2 separate regions of the Rattus norvegicus genome follow, and region 2 is linked to region 1. A link is a contact called in public Hi-C data. All regions are on one chromosome and are shown on one strand. The core of a region is the stretch at or near the end of the contact, and the rest is flanking DNA. Distances in the headings are between cores, read along the strand shown. Region 1 overlaps Sgms1 (sphingomyelin synthase 1). Region 2 overlaps Sgms1 (sphingomyelin synthase 1).

Region 1 (5,328 bases), core at 971-3,470:
AACTCCCAGCTCCTTCTCCAGCACTGTGTCTGCCTGCAAGCCATCATGCTTCTTGCATGACAACGATAGACTTAAACCTTGAAACTGTAAGCCAGCCTCAAATTAAATCCTTTCCCACATAAGAGTTGCCATGGTGTTTCTTCACAGCTTTGGTGGAGTCTTAGGACTGCAGAATAGGGACATTTGTTCCAAAATGGTGGTTCTGACTTACAAGACAGCAGCAGCTACGACCCAGCTAAGTACACCTGCTACAGTGTACAGGAAGCAGACACGACATGACAGCTTTAAGGACTGGCAAGAACTTCCTGGCGGCACATTCAAATGCCTTCCAGATGAAAAGCACTGTGTTATTACAAAAACACTGAGCTCATCTGTTTTTATTCTATTTATCCAAATAATGCCACTGTATGTGCTAAGAAAATACATTTGCAGTGAGTGTTTGGTATAGTGGGATGCGGGATAAGCGACTCCCCAAACATTGTTTGGAGACTGAAATGTGAGGTAGTGTAGCTCAGTAGTAGAAGAGGTGCTTATCTGTTACCAGCTCCAACTGTCTAGTCTTCTCCCAAACTCCTACACACACACGCGCGCGCGCACACACACACACGCACACACAGGCACACACACACAGGCACACACACACAGGCACACGTACAGGCACACATGCATACTATTAAAATTGAGATAGAAAGAGAAGAAAGGTCCAGTGTTAAGAAGTTAAGAAAACTTCTGCTCTTGCAAAGAACCTAAGTTTTGGTTTCTAGTTTCCAAGTGGCAACTCAGAACCACAAATCCAGGTCTAGGAATGAGTACTCAGGCACCAGGTACACACATGGCACACATATATGCACGCAGGCAAACACTTATACATAAAAACCCAAGAACCCCAAACTTGTTTTTTCTAAAGAGATCTCTGACCACCGCATACATACAAAGTTGTTAAACACTAAAACCCATCCTAGCACTGTGAGAATCCGCCTAGAGAGCAACACTGGGAACTCCACGTGTGGGGATACTTTTAAATGCCAATATCCAAAAGCAGGATCTGTGCAAACATTTCCCTTATTCCCTCTTTGGGATCAGGTTTCATAGAATTCATCCAGTGATCATTTCCATGTAGCAACCCATCCCACTGTGAGTCTGCAGCTCATTATGATGTAATGCTCTCCTCACCACCAAACATCTCCACCACTGAGCTCTTTTGAGTCCACCCTGCAATCCAACACTCTTTTTCTTTTGCTTCAAATATTTACACTACCAATGGGTCACTACCAGGTATAGTCAATTCACACTTAGACAATGTCCCTCACCCAAATGACTTACTTTATTCTTCTTAGGGGAAGGACTGGCCCCCAAACTATAACTAAACACAGAACAGGATATAGGCTGCTTGACTTTGTTCCAAAGGAAATCTGTTCATCAACAGTTGCGAGAATCCCTGAATTAGTGGAATCTCCCTCTGTAAGTCACATATTAAAACCAGGGTTTCATGGTCAGACTCAAAGCTTTGTATGAGAAACAGTGTAACAAACCAGCTTGGTTCATGGTGGCAATTGGTGTCTCAGACAATTCTCTGGACTTAACTCTTTCTATCCTATTACCTACAAAGTAGCCATATCATTTTTTTAAAAAAAGTTTAGAGTATTAATTTGGTGTGTGTGTGTGTGTGTGTGTGTGTGTGTGTGTGTGTGTGTGTGTAAGTCAGGAGGGAATCACTATTCTCCTTCCACTATATGGGTTTTGAGATCTAAACTCCAGCTTTAAGGCTTGGTTGTTAAGTACCCTACCCGAGCATTTCATTTTGCTAACCCTACGTAATTCTTCCAAAGTATAAGTGTGCTCATAGCATTACACACCGGTGGCTTACACACTCTACTGGTTCCATTTGAGGCCCTGTCCGTTCCTCACTAGAGTCTGTCACAGCTCTCCCCCAGCTTACTGAGCCAATACAAATACTTTGGGGGCTCAACTGAGCCAGAGAAATAAAACCCAACCTCATACATTTGCTATGTCTCCTATCTGGAACATTCTTTCCCAAATACCTACTTGGTATTGTCTTTCATTTGACTCCAGTGTCTACTAAACTCCTCTCTCACCAGTGGCCTTTCATAATTACCCAATCTGAAAATAACACTTCGGACCTATTTCCAACCCTCCCTCAACCCTCATGCTGACTCACGGTCCCTAGGTCCCTGTACTAGCTGTTGGCATAGCCTCAGCTTGCTGACCTCCTGCCTCACTCTGCCTAGACTCATCACTCACTAGAGCTCTCTGATCAGCGCTCCCCAGGGCCCAGCATTGCTTGCAGACAGGCGGTTGCTCATTGACTTCAGGCTGAACGAAGGGATGGATTTAAAATGAACACATGGCTCTGTCACAGGCACTGGGACACAAATGGGAGTGAGGGACACGGCATCCTTTTCTCCTTTAAGGAAATTAAAAAGGAGAGAGAGAGAGACATAAGACTGACAGAATGCAAAGTGATCTGAGCTCAGGTGTTTACAGAGAACTGGAGGAGCAGCGGTAAAACAGGTTAGACTTAAACTCTATCGTGTAGCGCCCTGAGCCTCTATGACAAGAAGTTGTTTCTTCATCTGATTCCACAGTGTAGATTCCCAATTAGAAATGAAAAGAGAAGACATGCCTAAAAATAGAAATGACGAAATTAGAATTGATAGAAGTCATTTAGACAATGCCAAATGAGTTTGTTCTACGTTTCTAGAGACAGGGGTGAGGGGTGCTGCTGGAGACAGAGAACATTAGGAAACTTTGCTCACAAATCTGGTTTGGGTCAAGGAGAGTCTGAGGCGCCCAGATCACACACTTAGTCCTACACTCAGCCTAATAAGAGACGCTGACTTGGAAAATACAGTGCTGCTTTCTCTGTCAAGGTTTTCAATGTCCTCACAGAGTAGGGCTGCAGGGGACATGCAGGAGTACCTCCGTGTTAGCGGAGAGCCATACACAGAGAGTCCCAGGCCTCAGAATGCTCTTTATGGTGCTTTCTTAAAACAAGGGGTACCTGGTTTGCAGTGAAGTCTGACACAAAGGCAGAGATTTCCCGGGAAACTTTCCTAGTCAGAGGCTTGAAAGTCCAATTCTAAATGGGGAGACAACATTATTTACAATTTTAAAAACCAAAAAGTTCAGAACCTACTTTCACAGTGAAGGACAACTGTATACAATAGACAGACCTGAATGTCACAAAATCAGAACCAAGGTGTTCAGAACCCCAAAAGTCTAGTTCAAAAGGGCTTGTTGGTGGTGGATGTTGGCCGAAAGACCACTGGTCTCACTTTTCAATTAGTACATCATCCTGGACGACTGTATCTTTTCTCTAAAGATAGAAAGTACAAAGGAAGAAGGAATAGGCTGGCTTTTAAAGGACTCCAGGACTCTTAAAGTCAGAATCATTTGCGGGAAATGTGGGCTTTATTGGGAACTCAATACCAGTCAAACAGCTTTGATTCTGAGGCGCTGAATTAAATGGTTTGCAGTAAACTGTCTGGTTGGTGGACGCCAGAGGGGGGTGGGGGCGTCAAACTCGCAAGAGTCAAACACAGAAACAAGGAAAGTTAGGGAGAACATTCCACAACCTGAAGGTTCCATGTTTTCAAAAATGGTGCAGAAATAAAAGTGTTGCACGGCAATAGCCAATTAACTAGAAACGGGGTGGGTGTTGAGTTGTTGTGTCAATGTAATAACACAAAAGCTTTAGTCTTCCTGATGAGAGCCAGGGATGAGAATCATCCCCATATACTTCCTACTATCAGTGCCTCCCCAGCCCTGCCCCACCCATGCCTAGCCCCGCCCCCCCTGCCCCCCTCCCCCATGCCTGGAGTGCCACATACACAGGGAAGGGACACAGTCAGGGTTGGGGACACTTAGGGCAACGATCTGCTTCCAGAGGAAGAAGCTGGAGTGAGGGCCTTACAGAGACCTAAACAGGATGCATAAAATTACCCGACTAATCAAATTCCATCACAGGGCCTTACCCAGCAATGCCAAGGCCAGTTTAAAAAGTTTTCTAGGACAACAGAAGCCGTGTCTGGGAAGCTGCTATTTGCTGGGAGAGGAACAAGGCTCCTGAGATGAAAGGGTTCACCTAAGTCACCTAGCATGAGAAGCCACAGCTAGAGCAGGGCCAGGTCGGAGCCTGCTCTGAATTAGCTTTGTGGAAGGCACTCAAGCTGACTGACTGCGGTTGGAGAATTTAAATAAACAAATAAATAAACTACTACAGTGTTGGCAAGAAGTAACAGGAGAATACCAAATTAGAAAGTCTAAGGAGAAACACATTTTGTGAAAATCCCCGGCTAGAAAAAGAAACCATTTAAAAGAAATCCGTCCTGTGATTTGAAAGTCACCTCAGAGCAAGACTGAAATCATAAACCATCTCAATTCTGCAAAAGACTCAGTCTGACTTACTGAATTTTATTCTGGGGCAGTGAAACTGCCTGTGTGTACGAATTTTTACGAAAACAACAAAAGGTAAACTCACAAAAACCAAGCAAATTTTAAGGAAAAGAAACATAGGAGGCTTAATTTGAGCAGCGTGGGAAATATTTTCAATGAGCTCTTAAGGGGGAAAGGTTAAAATGTTCCTAAGGGAAAAACAGGACTAAAATGTGTCAGTCAACGGCATGCATGTAAGGAATTCCAAACAGCACTATTTCTGAAGCCAATTACTCTTAAAACCAAAGCAGCAGCAGCAGGGGCAGCCACAAAACTTTTTTTCTTTTTCTTTTTTTCCTCAACAACTCAAAGGTAGCATAGCCTATCAATTCTATTAACACTTCTGCTTAACTTATAAAATTGTCAAACCAGATCCAAATAAACGCATCGCTGCTATGTCGGTGAATTATCAGAGGGAAGATGGTCTCCTTGGTAAAGCCAGCAGGCTCCTACCCTTTCTGCTTGCAGACACATGACTTCAGAAACTGAGAGAGTTTATCCAACACCAGGAAAACAGTCAGAAAAATGCAACAGGAACACTCCACCTGCATTTTGTTTTCTTAGAATACGACTCCTTTAATAGCCAGCCACACTTTGTCTCAGGCAACTCAGTCTACCAGAGGGAAACTCAGAAACCCAGTGACCCCATCATCAGTTGCAGACACAGAGTGGCAGTTCCAGTGGCAATTCAGCCCTGGCTCTGGCCTCGGTCCCAGGGATGGCCCTTTTCACTATGTGGATTTGGTGACATTGCCCAAGGGGTGATGACAGTAAGCTTGGGCAGGGTCAGGGCACAGTGGTACCTCCCACTAAGGCTCCCATCTCCAGTGGAGAGGGAGAAACGGTCATTTCAACAGCATGCAGGGATACCAC
Region 2 (5,328 bases), core at 2,048-4,547, 160 kb after region 1:
ACTACCAATTAGCCCAAGCCAGCAGAAGCAGCAGAAGCCAAGGCACACCAGCACCACACGTTTTTTGGCAAGTTTCTCTCTATGGAATCCCCGAAAATGGAGCTCAACTACACATGTAAGGCAAACGATACATGTGTGTCTTTAGTGAAGAACCCTTCATCACGTGTCCTTTCACGTGCTTGCTTTAGCAGAACATCCTCTCACCTGTGTCTGTTTCAGGAAAACACTCCTTCACGTATTTGCCCCAGCAAACTATCCAAAGAACCCTTAAGTCTCCACTTCAAACATATTGGGAAGTTTAGTACTGACTGGGTATCGGAGGTTTTTCTGTTGATGTTTTAGGGTAGGGAAATCTGACTGTCCTCAGCCAGGTAGCAAGACCAGGGTTAGAAGGATTAACTGGTTAGCGTACGATGCTTTGAGGAGGTAGAACCACCATGGACTTGCTTCAGGAGAGGGCAAAGGAGAGGGAATGGATGGGAGCATAGCACGAGGTGGCTCTCATGGGAGAGCTAGGACATGAGGAGAAACCGAACACACTGAGAATGCTAGATTTAGGAAAGAACTGAATTAAAAAATGTGATGTTTCAGTCACAGAAAAAAATTAAATATACAAGGTCTTTATTTTCTATCTTTTAGTCAAATTTTATACTAGTGATTTTACACAAGAGATTGACAGAATTCCACAGATATCACCATGAAGTTTCTCATTTCCTAAATGCCAGTGCTTTCCCAGCTTTATTCCTAATCTCATAGCAACATAAATCAACAAACAATGAAGCTCCCACTATTAACATTTGGGGGGAGGGGTGGTATTGTTTGGTACTTGTGTTGTCGTTGTTTTGAGACCGGGTCTAGCTCAAGAAGACCTCACATTTAGGACCACCCTGCCATAGTGTGGTGGGATTATGGGATTTTTAGGCATGCTTCACCACACCTAGCTACTGAAAATTATATTTCAAAGAATATTGCAGGGACTTGCCTGATAAAATATGATCCATACATGTCAGGCCATCACTTGTTGAAGACAGTATTGCTGTATGTGCCTTTAAATCCTAAGGAATGATACCCAGAGCTCAGGCTCTACACAGACCTTGAACCACTGCAAATAGGTCCCTGCCTATGTGCGTGGCAAACGCCTTACTCAGCTAACTGTGGTGTCTGGCCATACAGAAGTTATGCTAAAGGTCACAGGCATCTGTTCCACGTTGCCACACTTAAAGGTGATAGGATGGAGGAGAGGGCTAAGAGCCTTGAAAATAAAGATGCTGACCCCTGGAGGAGCAACGTGCCCTAGGAGACGTTCAAGAAGAGGAAGTCACTTGTATTCAATTCAAACAAGAGAGACCAGACAGAGCCATCAGAAGGAGGGTTAGCCTCAAATGTCAGGTTCAGCCAGCAGTTTCCTCTCCAGGTAACATACAATCTCCTAGAAACAAGCCATGGCTCCTGGCAGCCCCTTTCACTCAGGAGAGGTTCTGTTCTTGAATGCCACTGTTTACATGGCCTAAGGGTCCAAGATTCTGTGCTAGAGGCACAGGAACAGAGTCAGGAAGCAAAATAAATAGGAAGCTTTTTCTGAGTGCTAGAAATCAAGGCCTGAACTAAAGGAGAGGGAGAGAAAGAAGTGGGAAAGAAGTCAAATCACCCTTTGACATGTGCCACAATCCTTTTCTAAAAAAAACTAAAGACCGATAATGCATGCTTTCAGCAAAGTAGAGGGACCCAAACTCTAAATATAAAAATCAAGCTCGTTATTGGCATACAGCGTTGAAGATGGCAAGGTGGCGATGCCACATGCATGGAGAATGCCACCGACCTTCAGCACCAAGGAGGGCTTTGTAAAACTACAGGGAATGGCATGGTACCTATGCCCTGGCACATCCAAGATGGTGTTCCCTTGAGTCCCAAAGTTACCAGATCACAGGCAAGTGACTGCCCACAAGGACTTCACTATGTCTTCACCTACCAGACTTCCATAGGCAGGAGAATCAAGAGGAGGTGCCAGCCAGTCCCCAAGTTGGCAGTGCTGGCAGTGGGGGCTACATGGAAGGAGCCTGGTACCCTCTTCTCTCTGGGTTCTGTTCCTAAAGCTTTTCTTGCCGAATAAACAGCACCCAGAGCAACAGAACAAGGCACACGGCTTCTGCCATAAACCCACAGAGATGGGATTTTGAAAAGCAAATATACCAGAGTCGCTGCTCGGAACACAGGGAGGGCACTGCTCTTCCACACCATGCGCTCTTGGAACTTCACGAAGCAGATGATTTTACCCCCATTTCACCTATTAAAAATTATTTGGACTTCTCTCAAGTAAATGAAATGTTTACACTCCAAATGAATACAGCTATTCTGAAAGGATCCCAGTAGAAATTCTTGGTTGACAGGGTTGGGCTAGCACACAAACACAGCCACACCACTGGACTAAATTCTTCCTCACTAGGAGAGAACTGATATAGAAAATTGACACAGGAGAGCTGTTCTATCTCTGCGGACCCAAATGCAGGAGACACAGCACCTGAAACTGGGAGAACTTCCATAGTCAAAGGACAACCTGCTCCAGAATCAATGGCGTGGTTCAAAAGCATTCTAGTAATGAAAGAATAATTGTTACGTGGGCAGAGCAGCACAGCAACAATGCTTCCAGTTTTACAGACAGCCGAAAGCTCACTAACACATATCCTCCAGTTACACATCAAAGACCCGGGAAACACAGAGGCCAGCAGCCAATGAGAAACAGATAATCACGCACTTGCTCACTACACAACCCGGGCTCAGTGACCATCACTTTCTGTTCTCTGGACTTCAGAAGCACCACACTTGTTTGATGCTAAAGAATACAGACTTTAGAAGATCAACAAAAGGTAATTTTGAACTTAACAGAAGGCAGCTATAAAAATAAAATTAGATTCAGGAGGTGGTTAAGTAGGGATATCAGGAGTTCAAGACCATGTAGGAGAGAGCTGACACCCACAAGTTATCTGCTGACAACCACAGGCACCGTGACACGACACAAAAAAAAAATAGATAAGAAAAGAAAGAAAACAGTTAAATGAGAAATTGAGGCTCCATTTACTTGGATCCTGTGACTTTCTAAGCTGGGCAGAGTAGGTTCACCTTCCAATTCATACTCAGGAACATGAGGCTAACACACACCAAGGCAGGGCACACACTTTAGAGCAAGGTCCTTTCAGTTCAGATTATTACCAAACTGATGGCTTAGTTACTAATTCCTCTCTGGGTCTTGGGAAAGAACCTAATCCATGCGCAAGTCCTGGGCACACAACATCCTCTTCTGTCCTTTCTCTTCTATTGGTCCTCTGAGCACCATTTCTACATCCAGACTGGAAGCAACTGTGGACTCTGATTCTTCTATGTGAGCTGTAAAAGCAATCAGCCTTGGTCACTCCTGTGTATATAAGCCAAACACTCAAAATGTATCAGCCTGATACTGAAGGTCACTGGGGGCCCCAACCTTAGCCCTTAATGCTCTTCCTACCCCAAGCTGCCCTCCAACTAAACCTCTACCATATCTACACCAGAGGCAGGAAAAAGACAGGGAAGAAAGAACAGGTCAGAAGGCTCAGCCCAATGACTTCAGTTCATTCCACGTGGAAGGAGAGAACCAATGCTCACAAATTGTCCTCTGACCTCCAGATGGACAATACGGTGTGTACATGCTTGTGGTGGTTTATATATGCTCGGCCCAGGGAGTGGCACTATAAGAAGGTGTGGTCCTGTTGGAGTAGATGTGTCACTCTGGGTGTGGGCTTTAAGACCCTCATCTTAGCTGCCTAGAAGCCAGTATTCTGCTAGGAGCCTTCAGATGAAGATGTAGAACTCTCAGCTCCTCTCGCACCATGCCTGCCTGGATTCTGCCCTGCTCCCACCTTGAGGAAAATGGACTGAGCCTCTGAACCTGTAAGCCAGCCCCAATTAAATGCTGTCCTTGTAAGAGTTGCCTTGGTCATGGTATCTGTTCACAGCAGTAAAACCCTAAGACAATACCTAAATATTCTCTCTCTCTCTCTCTCTCTCTCTCTCTAACAACAACAACAACAACAACAACAACAACAACAAAAACTAAAAAACTAAGGGGAACCTAAGAAGTCTCTCCCCAGCTAAGAATAAAGAAATTCCAGTACAGCTAGTAAAATTTGCTATGCAGGTGGCCAACTAGAGACAGTACCTCTTTTCTATAAAGGTATTTCAATAAGAACACTAATGCTGCAATGCAACATGTATGAATCCCTCTTGTGCTTGCTGTGACAAAACACCTTGCAAAAGGCAACTTAAGAGAGGTATATTTTGGCCGGTTTCCAGACACAGCCGTCAGGGTGGGGAGAGATCTGAAGCAGGAGCATGAGCTGCACATGCTACATCTACAGCTACTCATCCCTTCCTCCCTCGTTTTTTTGTTTTCTTGTTTTGTTTTGTTTTTCTTTTTTTTTTCTTTTGACAATTCACAATTATTTATTTATGTAGGAGTCATAAAATACTTTTATAATATACATAAGAAAACCCACATTTAAATGAGTAAGAAATATAATGGCAAGTGATAGAATTTAGTGTTTATAAATGAAACCATCAATAACTGACAGTCAGAGGAGAAACACAGACTATTTAAAAACTGCAGCCATGCATTGTAATATTTTTAAATTGCAAGAAGGCATTGGGCTTTAAAGGGAATGCATAGCTTTATATATTTTTCAGTGATCTCAAAACAGATTTGTAAAGTGTCTTAGATTAACATGAAAGGAAAACGAGACAAGAACTCTGGGAAGCAAAGGAGTAGTCACAGCAGCTTGGTAGAAATTCTTATGTATGTGTTCTTCAATTTACATTTGCTCTTGTTATAAGAGAAAAGGCTGAACATGTTAATGAGGATCCTAAACTACATGAAAAATAGCTGTTTAATAAAGCCTGAACACTGACAATCTGCCCCACACTGCACACAGAGTCGGAGTGAATGTGAGCTGTGTAATTCTTAATGCTTGTTTTTCTTTTAAGGCAGGGTTTCTCTCTTTAGCCCTGGCTACCCTGGTGTTCACTCTGTAAACCAGGCTGGCCTCAACCTCAGAGATCAACTCACCTTTGCCTCCAGAATGCTAGGATTAAAAGGTGTGCCCCACGCTACCTGGCCTGTTCCTCCTGCTTATTCAGCCTGAGCCCCAATCCCATGGAATGGTACCTCTTACATTTAGGATGGATCATGCTACCTTAACTTAATAATCTCGAAAGTTCTGCACGGACGTGCAAAGTGGTTTGTTTCTATGGGGACTTTAAATCCAATCGGGTTGGCAACCAAGATTATCAATCACATCATGG

What was found. Hi-C and Micro-C count contacts between places; a contact is called where the count stands out from the background.
Region 2: a Hi-C map of hepatocytes shows a contact between it and region 1, with 2.1 times the contacts expected there. The contact joins two enhancer-like sites. A contact is called at or near these places in 8 of 12 Hi-C or Micro-C datasets (the A7r5 cell line, the Rat2 cell line, frontal cortex and 4 more).

The regions. Positions count from the first base shown.
Region 1 is chr1:239,441,016-239,446,343 of GRCr8, forward strand. All of the region lies in intron 6 of Sgms1 (sphingomyelin synthase 1), which reads right to left. Among named protein-coding and RNA genes, the nearest start is that of Asah2, 91 kb to the left of the region's middle. Within about 2 kb of position 2,221, at least 15 of the 93 cell types and tissues checked have an H3K27ac peak or open chromatin away from gene starts, as enhancers often do. A contact at or near this core is called in hepatocytes, where this site is marked.
Region 2 is chr1:239,598,749-239,604,076 of GRCr8, forward strand. The region is part of intron 2 of Sgms1 (sphingomyelin synthase 1); the gene reads right to left. Among named protein-coding and RNA genes, the nearest start is that of Sgms1, 71 kb to the right of the region's middle. Within about 2 kb of position 3,298, at least 3 of the 93 cell types and tissues checked have an H3K27ac peak or open chromatin away from gene starts, as enhancers often do. A contact at or near this core is called in hepatocytes, where this site is marked.